Linked DNA regions of Zea mays: region 2 is linked to region 1. A link is a contact called in public Hi-C data. All regions are on one chromosome and are shown on one strand. The core of a region is the stretch at or near the end of the contact, and the rest is flanking DNA. Distances in the headings are between cores, read along the strand shown. Region 1 holds the start of LOC100279374 (Mediator of RNA polymerase II transcription subunit 14). Region 2 holds the start of LOC103647333.

Region 1 (5,247 bases), core at 914-3,413:
CTTGCAGTTGATTGCACTCTGGCCATTTTGATAGATTTTTACAGTTTGACGAAGCTAACCCGTCTGACGAAGTTAACCTTAAAACGATGAAGTGCAATGACAATGAATGTTTTGGTAACTCTTCACCAACCCGTCTGTTTATATAGTGCTGCAGGGGGAAGGCAAACCGCCAGGCTGCCTGCGCTCGCTGAATGGTGGACCGCTCGACGCCTGGAATATTATAATCGTTTCTCGGCAACGAGCTCAGGGAAGGTGTTTTTCGGACCTTCGGCATTCCGAAGCCTTCGAGTTTTTTCGCGGATCGAGCTCATTACGAAAAACGATCTACACCGCGAAGGGGCTATTGTTGGGGGCCTTCTTCTTCGCCGAAGGTCCCCTAAGCAAAAACACCTTCAGCAAGGTGATATGCAAGCAGGCACAACATGAAGATATATGCCGAAGCTACAGTTGAAAGAGCTTCGGCATGATGACACGCTTGAGACGAAGGGCAGCACCGACTTAGAGAGGAAAAGATCGCTTAGTCCCTGATAATTTGTGTCATGGTTATAACTATGAAGGATACAAATGTAATTTTGTCCGAGCTGCGTCCTGTGCCTATAAATAGATGAACAGTACCCATGTATTGTTCACGCTGACTTATAATCACTTGCACATCACTCTTTCTAAAATGATTATTCATACTTTCTCTATGTTTCTTACGATCGTGTTTATATCTCTGTATATTGCAATGAAGAAGGTATGTCCTTCGTAACCTTCGTCCGAAGATCATTATATCCTAAGGGAGATAATGTGATGAAGGACAAAGGTCTATAACCATTAACATTTGTGTTGCCTTGTTCTTGATTCAAAGCTTTTGAGAACAAGTGCCAAACACTCGTCGAGTTCGAGCTTTTTTCCCAGCCCTAGCCACGGCCACGGTCCTGCCCGGTCGGCGGCGCGCGCACGTGTGGCAGTCCTTCATCCTTTTCTCAGCTTCTCAATAGATGCACCAACGGACCACCTATTTAAGTTGATTGAATTGTCCCTTAAACTTCTGGTATTATACTAAAGTACTAGTACACCGTAGCATTAAAATGGGCCTTTAGCATTGACTATTATTGAATATTAATATGGGCCAGACCCACATTAATTCAACAAATGACACTATAAGGTGACTTATGCAACACTACCTCCTTCCAAGAGCACAATAGTTGGAAGCTCTCTTCTCAAGTTACAAACAACACTTTCAAGGCTTTCTCTTTTCCATATCAAACTGTGTCATGAGCAATTATGCATTTGTAGGTATCTTGAAGTGAACTTTGTAATTCCTTAGCACCAATGTGTGGTTTCTTCACAAGGATAGGAAGAGCTTTTAAAGCTACCCAAACACTTGTTAGAGTGCTAGTCCTCCTCCGTCTATTAGATGTACAAATGTGATATCATTTAGCATAATCATCTATAAAAATAACAACAAACATCACTATAAAGGCAATAACGTAAATAGATAAATAAATGTAAAGTTTTTGATATACATAACATACAAATATAGTCGGTGAATCATACCTTTCAATTATTGCATTAATGCTCCAAAGACAGTCACCTCCTCGGCAATAACCTCTGTATTTCTTAGGGCATGTACAGTGGTGTTTAATATGGGGGCTCTTAAGGTGTTTTAGGGGGTTATTTGCAAAAAAATCTTAGAGCCGTCTCTCCGTGAAGAGACGCCTCTGGCTCGTAAACCAAGTAACAACAAACGCCTCACTTCCCACTGTACGAATTTGTCGTCTGTTCTATCGATCTGATGCTATACAAATACATTTAATTCTGTATTTATTAACCGACTACGTTTAGAGACACTCCATTGTACAATAGAGTCTCTTAGTTGTCTCCTGTGCTTAGAGAACCGTTTTGGTGTCTCTCCACTGTACATGCCCTTAGGGCATGTACAACCCAGATACGACTGCACGGTACTTCAAGTATAAGACACAGCTAAAACACAACACAATACAGTGGTCGTGTCTAAAACGTGTGTCTTACCATATTCATTGTACCAATCAGAGCATTCAATAAATTAAAGTGACCAATCAGCTAGCCTCCTGTCTCGAACATAGAGCTAAGACACTGTGTCTTCGTCAAGATACATGTCTTGAGTTTTTTTACATTCACCCCCCTAGACACACTCTAAGACACAACTTAAGATACTCATTGTACATGCCCTTAGGCTACTAGCCCAGGCCTCCGGTTCCGCGTGGGCCCGTCGACTAGGGCGCACTCGCACCCTCCGCCGGTCCTGAACTCATCGATCGCAGAAGCGAGAGAGAGAGAGAGAGGAGGCCGTACCCACGCCGCCGCTTCGCCGCCGCCGACCTCCGTCTCTCGCTTCCACCATCTCTCTCCTTTTCACCCTCTCTCGCGGCCACCCTCGGTCCCCTCCCTGAGCCTTACCCTTGACTGAGTGGTTTCCAATTTCAGTTCCACTCCCTCTTCCACCACTATTCACGGGGAGGCGCGGCGAATCCTGCGAGATTCCTCCCGGCCCACGCGTGCGCACGTTGGCGATACAGGGCTAGAGTTTCGTCTCCGGCGCTTTGCGGAGTTAATTAGGAGAAGGAACTGGAGAATGTGTAGGTGGTGGGCGCTGAAACCCTAGCTGTTCGGGACGGGCGTGCGTGCGGGGATGGCAGGGGAGCTGGGGCAGCAGACGGTGGAGCTGGGCGCGGTGGTGCGGCGTGCGGCGGAGGAGTCTTATCTCGCTCTGCGGGAGCTCGTGGAGAAGTCGCAGGCGGAGGCCGAGGGGAAGGGCATCGGCGCCGGAGCCAATGGCAGCTGGCAGCGGTCCGACACCGAGAAGAAGATTGACTTGCTCAAGTTCATCACACGCACACGCCAGCGCATGCTTCGTCTCCACGTCCTTGCCAAGTGGTGTCAGCAGGTGATGCCTAATTTCAGTCTTTGCTATTTCTCTTGCTTGTCTGTCTCCTTGTCATAATTCTGCTGAGGTATGCTAAGAATTCAATCTGACTGGTGTGAGTGCCTAATATCCTGTTTTAGTTTGGTTTAGTGGCATTGTCTCACCTATCTAGCTCGAGTGGCATGTAAAGAAGGATATTCATAGTTGTTGTCTTATTGCAGTGTAGTGGGATAGTGAAGATTGGTGATTGTTGATGAATTGTGCCAGCATTTTTGCCCCTAATTTTGTAGGGTCTGTACTCCAGTTCCTAGTAGGACACAAATGATTGTTTGGTGGACAAAATGTAATCCAGTTCAATCTTGGCATACTCATTGATTTGTTTATTTTGTTTTGGTGCAGTGGTATTATGAAAAAGCTCAATTTGTTTCGCACTAGAAACTTATATTATTTTTCTGGTGCTGTCATGGTGTGCTCTAGCATAAACGACGAGTGAAATAAGACCGTTTTACAATGTACTTGAAATAGTGCGAACTGCGAACCACCATGCACACATAGATCAGGGGAATGTAAAATCAACAAATATAATTTAATAATTAAACTATTAAACCATTGAAAATGCATTATATATCACGGGAGTCGCGAAAGGGCCTCTAGCCTAGTGGTTAAGGACTTCCGAGTAGCACCTCCAAGTCCTGGGTTCGATTTCCCCCCGGGAGCGAATTTTCAGGCTTGGTTAAAAAAATCCCCTCGCTGTGTCCCATCCGCTTTTGGGTTACGATGTCCTGTGCGCCACCCTCCGGTTGGGCCGTTGCAGAGTGGACAGTTGACGCCGGCCCGTTAGTGATTGGGGGCCAGGGTTCGGGGATTTTCTCGGCCGGGACCATTGTTTCGGTCTCTTCTTAATATAATACCGGGAGGGCGGTCTTTCCCTCCCCGGCCGAGTTTTTTTTTATCACGGGAGTCTCATTGATTTATATTGCTTCCATTTCAAATTGTAATATTTCACTATATGGTTTGAACTGTGGTAATGTGGTTGTTATGCTGTCATAAATATTTGTTTCTAGCATATATTTGGTGCAAGCTAATCCTAGTGCAATCGTGCAAGCCACTTTTGTTTTGTAACAAAATCAAGATGAAGTATTCTGATTTTTATTAGATTGCTCATTATCTGGTTCACATCCATAAAATCCTTTTCTTTTAAATTTAATTGACAACTTGACATATAATTTCTGTGCTACAAATGTAATTAAACGTAGGACAGAAAAATGAGACTGTCTAGTAAAAAATAAGTTGACAAGGACAATGAAAAGTTTAAGATTTCCTTTGTCCCAACCAAGCTTAGATATAGCACTGAACTAGTCCAAAGAGCACTTCCTCAACGGATCCAGAAGTACTGAGGTTGATTTAATGGCATTTTACATCATTCCACTGAGCCAATGGATTCCTTTAAATATGCCCCACTGTACCTTAATTTTGTTGTTATGTCAGGCTGTCAGCTGTGTACCTAGTGCTGAAAGCTGAACACAATGTGGGTTCTGGAGAAGGGGATTCTCAACAGCCTCACCCTCGCATAATTATGCAAGGAGGCTGTTTCAAACATGGTTATTAAAGCGGTAAAACGTTAAAACGTTATGAACCAACTTTTCAACGTTTAAACGTTTAAACGAACGTTGAAACGTCTTTTCAGACTTGACATAGAATTTCAAATATAGAATAAGTTCATACATAAGTTGAGTTCACAAACCAAATAGCATTAGCATAAAAAGAAACATATCAAGTTCAACAACACAAGTTCAACCACACAAGTTACAACTTTTATGCATGATTAGTAACCATCATCGAACTCATCGATATTAAGACCATGAGCATAGCGCCTTGATCGTCACCATCTTTTCCACTATTGCTTCCTTCAATTTCATCTTCCACATCAAGATCATCAAGAATATATTCCTCATCATCTTCATTTGCTAAATTAGTCTCCTCTTCCTCAAGGTCTTCATTCCTTCTCACACACCCACCACCAGCTCTCCTAGGAAAATTACGACCTCTGAGATGTGCAGATGCACCAATAGCTTCATCAACTTGGTCCCATGATAAATTGAAATCATCTCCAAAAGCATTGCTAACATGAGAAGAATTAGCTAATGGATCAACCCATTCATTGTCCCAATCAAAGTCTTCTAAAATCAAAGGATCAAAGTTTTTTCCTTCCTCATGTATTTTTTGAAACCTATCAGCCATCTTTCTGTTGTATGAAACATATACCAAGTCATTCAACCTTTTGTGCTCTAACCTATTCCTCTTTTTGGTATGCATCTACAAGTGCAAATGGGCACTGGCAGTTGGCGCAGAGGTGA
Region 2 (5,247 bases), core at 1,628-4,127, 440 kb before region 1:
ATTTACCCACAACACTTCTGTGCACAGACTAGCAAATTGAGGGAAGGAACCAATGAAGATATGTCTATCGCAAAAGCCATTGCAATTGTTATGGATAGAAATCCACAGTTGAGGTTTGTACTAATCTACTTCCTGCCTTTGTTCACTGTTCAACACAAACATACCAGTCATTTTAACAGTGGGTTTTCCATGTGTTCACTACAGGCAAGAAGGGATTGCTCATGAAGTTCTTCAGTGGTATTTGTGCCGTATGGAGGGTTGGTTTGCCACTGACGCAGATTCAATTTCACTACAGGGCTGTGATCAGGTATGTTTCTTTTTCTTACAATCTGGCCAGTATACTTGCACATTGTGAAATTATTGTGCCTTATGCATGATAATGTTGATGGGATGCAGGAGGTGCTGCTTCCAGGTGGCCATGGCCTCATGGTTCGTGGATATCGTCCAGTTATAAATACTCTTGCAAGAGGCTTAGATATACGTCTCAACCATAAGTATGCATAATATATCCTTTTTATTATCAATTTGTATTCAATAGTTGTAGTTTCACTTTCATCAACCATTGCTCCAGCACCGACCCTTGTTCTTTGTTCTTCAGGGTTTTGGAAATTGTTCGCCACCGGAACAAGGTAGAGGTTACTGTAAGCAGTGGCCAAACGTCCGTTGCGGACACTGCAGTGGTCACTGTTCCCTCACCTTGGAAAAAGGGCAGAGCAGGGAAAAAGGGCAGCAGCAGCTGTGGCTATGAGGACAAAACTGACTGGGGAACTGAGGTAATGACTCCTGAAGTTATAACTTTGTAACATCAGTGTTGCTGATGCTTGTGCTATTACTTGCTAAGAAATGTCGAGATATGAATTGATGTTTCCTTGTCTGGTTTGCTCATAAAACCTTTGATTTTGTGATAAATACCTAATCTGTTGTTGGAAATGATATATTTGTTATTGAATTGAAGAGAAAGAAATGTTTATTAATTGTAAGTCTTTAATATGGTGCACTGCAGATTGGGTGGATCTATTGTTCTGTTACAGAAGACGTTCTCACCGGATTCAAGATGCATGCTCGAGGCTGGCGATCAATCTACTGCATGCCTAAGCGACCAGCTTTCAAGGGATCTGCTCCTATCAACCTTTCGGATCGTTTGAATCAAGTGCTTCGGTGGGCTCTTGGTTCCATTGAAATTCTTTTCAGCAGGCATTGTCCCATATGGTATGGCTATGGAGGCCGGCTTAAATTCCTGGAGAGATTTGCTTATATCAACACAACAATTTATCCACTCACATCAATCCCGCTCCTCCTGTACTGCATATTGCCAGCAGTTTGTCTTCTCACTGGGAATTTCATCATCCCAAAGGTAAAGCGCACACATTAATGTACTGTGCAGGAAGATTTGCAAAGAATTGATTCTGACTGCTCTTATTTTCTCGAATGCAGATTAGTAACCTAGAGAGTGTTTGGTTTATATCGCTCTTTATCTCAATCTTTGCCACTGGTATCCTTGAGATGAGGTGGAGTGGTGTTGGCATTGATGAATGGTGGAGGAACGAGCAGTTCTGGGTCATTGGTGGTATTTTCTGCACATTTATTTGCCACTGATGAAGAAGGTGATTTTGCCGAGCTCTACATGTTCAAGTGGACAACGCTTCTGATCCCACCAACCACTATTTTGATCATCAACCTGGTCGGCGTGGTCGCTGGCATTTCCTACGCAATCAATAGCGGTTACCAGTCATGGGGACCTCTTTTCGGGAAGCTCTTCTTTGCGTTCTAGGTGATTGTCCACTTGTACCCCTTCCTCAAGGGCCTCATGGGGAAGCAGAACCGCACACTATGTCTTCGCATGTTTTTTTTGAATATATATTTTTTATAAATAACTGCAAATATAGATGCTGTTGGATTTAGATCTAACGGAGTAAAATATCTGCTTACACGTTTTCACCTATGTAACCATTATATATTAATATTTTGTATGTTGTTGTAACCCATCCCCACTCTTAGACCCTCATTAATGTGAACAATAACAAGGAATGGATGCCCAGGAATCAAGCTCATGCTGCTTAGGTGTATGGGAGGATAACGAGATGTGTAGTGCTCTTCAAGTGTGCAAGTGCGTCTATGAACTGTATGGTTCTTTGATTTTTGTTGTTCGCTGAGGTGCAAAGTAGGAAGAAAATGCGGCCCTAATCTTACAAGCGGGGAATGTATCATTTTTTGGTGCAACTAAAATATGTGGTGTTATTTTTTGTGTACTAACAATTTGTTGAATATTTTGTATACCGTTGCAACGCACGGGCATCTACCTAGTAGATCTTAAGGCTATAGATCTAAATACAAAGGAAGCACAATCCAAAGACCGTTAGTACAACATCAATGTTAAACATTTTTAAAATACTTTTTTTATTTCTTATATACATACACGCATACACGTATATACGCTCCTATTGGCGAGATAAGGTTGTAGTTGCCGTATTATTATTGCACTCTGTTTGTTAAACGAGATGCATGAAAGATAATAAGGTCCTGTTTGTTTATCTTATAAATTATTATTTAAATTAAATTACGATGGAATGGTAGAAAGGTAAATATCACTTTTGGGATTAATAGCTTATTTTAATTTATTTATGATGACAAAGTGACAATTCACTCCTCTACTATTTCACCATAATTCAATTTAGGAGGCACCCTAAATCTATGCGTTTCATGCGTGGCGTACGGCGGTGGAAACCTAAACTACAGTACAGATACAGATGCAGCAAAAAATACAAATGTTTAAATTGGTAAACTTTTGCAACTTTTGCGGGTCAAGTTATTTCAGAATTTATTTTAAACATACTACTACGAATACAAATGCAACTACGTGTATGCCCGTACGGATACGTACACGTACAGTTACTCAACCGCCGCTTCGGGCCCGACCTGTCTCCCTCTCCCGGCCCTCGACGCTCTTCCTCTTTCTTCCTCCTCGCGTCCTTCTTCCCTCGCTTCCGTTTCCTTTCAAACCCTAAGTCCGATTACCCGTTCAAAACCCTAATCCTAGCTCCCCAGCCTCCTCCCCACTGCGTCCCCACACTGCTCCGCGTCATACCTCGCGACTTCCGCGCCCCCGCGCGCCCGGCCCTCCCACTCGGCCCTCGCGGACCTAGGGTTTCTCCCGGGCCGGAGCTGCTCGTTCGTTCACTGCCTTTGGGCGAGCCGGTGCGGGCGGGTGGTTGGGCGAGGAGGTGGTGGGCGGAGATGAGATGAGGTTGCAGCGGCTGTGGGGGCGGTGTGAACTATGAGTAGGCTCTCGTTCAGGCCGCGGCCGCTCGACATCCATAAGAAGCTCCCCATCCTCAAGTCTGTGCGGGAGTTCGAGGATGAGGAGCCAGGGGTCGCGCCGCTTTCTTCTGCGAGGGCTGGGGTGCTGCTGCGGCACTCAGGAACTGAGCTCCCCGCGTCTGGGGCGAACAAGACGACAGAGGGCGAGGTATTTTGCAGCTTCAGTTTGAGCTTCAGCAATGTTAAATGATGGACCTTATTACCTCATAGTGTTTGTTTCTGTGTTGAAGTGACATGAATTGAGCTTTCTTCTGTGCTTGAATCCTCATTTCACCAACTAAGCTTTCACAATGTGCGTCATGTGTCTGTACTGTTTGCTGTAGTTGTTGTCTTAGTGACCATAGGCCCATAATGAAAATGTGAAATGAAACTATGAAAGGGACCTGATTAGACTGCAGGTTGTAATATCATGTAATCACTCCAATCCTAATGATGTTCGGACATGCCAATTAAAGTTTACTAGCATATCGATAACATGCAGCGTGACTAAATTTACGTGGATAATGTAACAAAGTATCTCTTAGGGCCTGTTTGGATCCTATGAGTTGAAACCAATATGTAGAAAGTGCTTCCCATTTCATTATTAGATTACTTTCCAGCTCCTCTCAATTCTTGGGAACCAACCATGGCCTTATGTTAAAATTAGCTAGAAGTAAGGCTTTTCTGGTGGAATGATACAGGCTGTATCCTTAATAGCTTGTTACACACATTTCTTTATGAACCTATCAATACCACTCACCTTTAGGTCCAAAGAGTCGTTAGTGAAGTTGTTGCTGTTCATACTTTCATTTGTGTACACCACATTTATAAAAGGTCAAACCTTTATCAATTAATCTATTTTGAACTCATTGTCTGGTTCTCTTAACTGGAATTTGGATACACATGGGTTGTTATTTTTTGGACAATAGTTCAGATATTGACATATTGTACACTAATTTGTTGGTGCGCATTTCCAACAAAATTATTTTTATCTCCGTCTAATTGAAACAATAGTGATGTTTTATTGTGCCCTTTTTCTTAAATGTCTTGTCCTTGGAAGAATTCAAAATCGTTACTTTGCTAGGTTTATCTGATTGTATATATTTCTGATCAGTTTAAATTATGTATGGGCTATTCTGCTGTTACAAGAAAACATAGTCTGATGTGGGCTTCTCTAACTCCCTCACCTAAACCAATATGTCCACGGTACATCTAGTGGACTGCTACTATTTGTTTCAAAGGATGCTGGAAAAAGGAATTATATCACTCTACTCTGCAGGGAAGTCAAGCACCCAGTAAGAAAAATGCCCAAGAAATACCTACACCGCAGTTTGATGCTGTGGACACATATGAAAGGGACTATACTCGCACCTTTGCACAACCGACATCTTATATACGTGGAAGAGGAGGTTTCTTTCTTGTTACTTCCCTGGGGATGCATTCTTTTCTTGTTAAACTTACACTATTATGTTTATTACTAAGAGTGCTCAATATCTGCAGCCAGAGCTGAGATCGGTGAATTTGTCGAGTATGACCTGGACAATGAAGATGAGGAGTGGCTTGAAGAATTCAATAACGAGCGGAAGAATATAAACCCTGAAAAGTAAGAGAACACTATTGAACTAGATAACTTAAGAATATATATAAATTAATAAATACATTGTCTTAAATAAACTGGTTGACTTGTTAAAGGACCTAAGGATGGAATTTAACTTGTGGTTAGAGTATACACCATGTGCATAGAATATTAGAGCGAACTTGAGACTTATGGACCACTTCTTCCATTCTAAATGTTTTGTCTTTCCTAGATACATTGTATTTACTATGTGTTTATACAGTGTATATCTAAGTGCATAGCAAGCTATGTATCTAAAAAAGCCATAACATGATTTCGAATGGAGGGACTATATGTTTTCAGGCTATTTTAATTTTGTCAATTGAGGTCGGCAT

The links. Hi-C and Micro-C count contacts between places; a contact is called where the count stands out from the background.
Region 2: a contact with region 1 is called in a Hi-C map of leaf, with 7 times the contacts expected there. The contact joins the promoter of LOC103647333 here to the promoter of LOC100279374 in region 1. A contact is called at or near these places in 2 of 25 Hi-C or Micro-C datasets (leaf and tassel).

The regions. Positions count from the first base shown.
Region 1 is chr2:176,302,779-176,308,025 of Zm-B73-REFERENCE-NAM-5.0, reverse strand. LOC100279374 (Mediator of RNA polymerase II transcription subunit 14) reads left to right here and starts at 2,163. Exons shown (of 9, transcript XM_008669551.3): 1 at 2,163-2,911. The coding sequence starts at 2,657.
Region 2 is chr2:176,740,819-176,746,065 of Zm-B73-REFERENCE-NAM-5.0, reverse strand. LOC103647333 reads left to right here and starts at 2,877. Exons shown (of 11, transcript XM_020548471.2): 1 at 2,877-3,466; 2 at 4,577-4,706; 3 at 4,798-4,900. The coding sequence starts at 3,275. It also overlaps the pseudogene LOC103649104 and the pseudogene LOC103649105.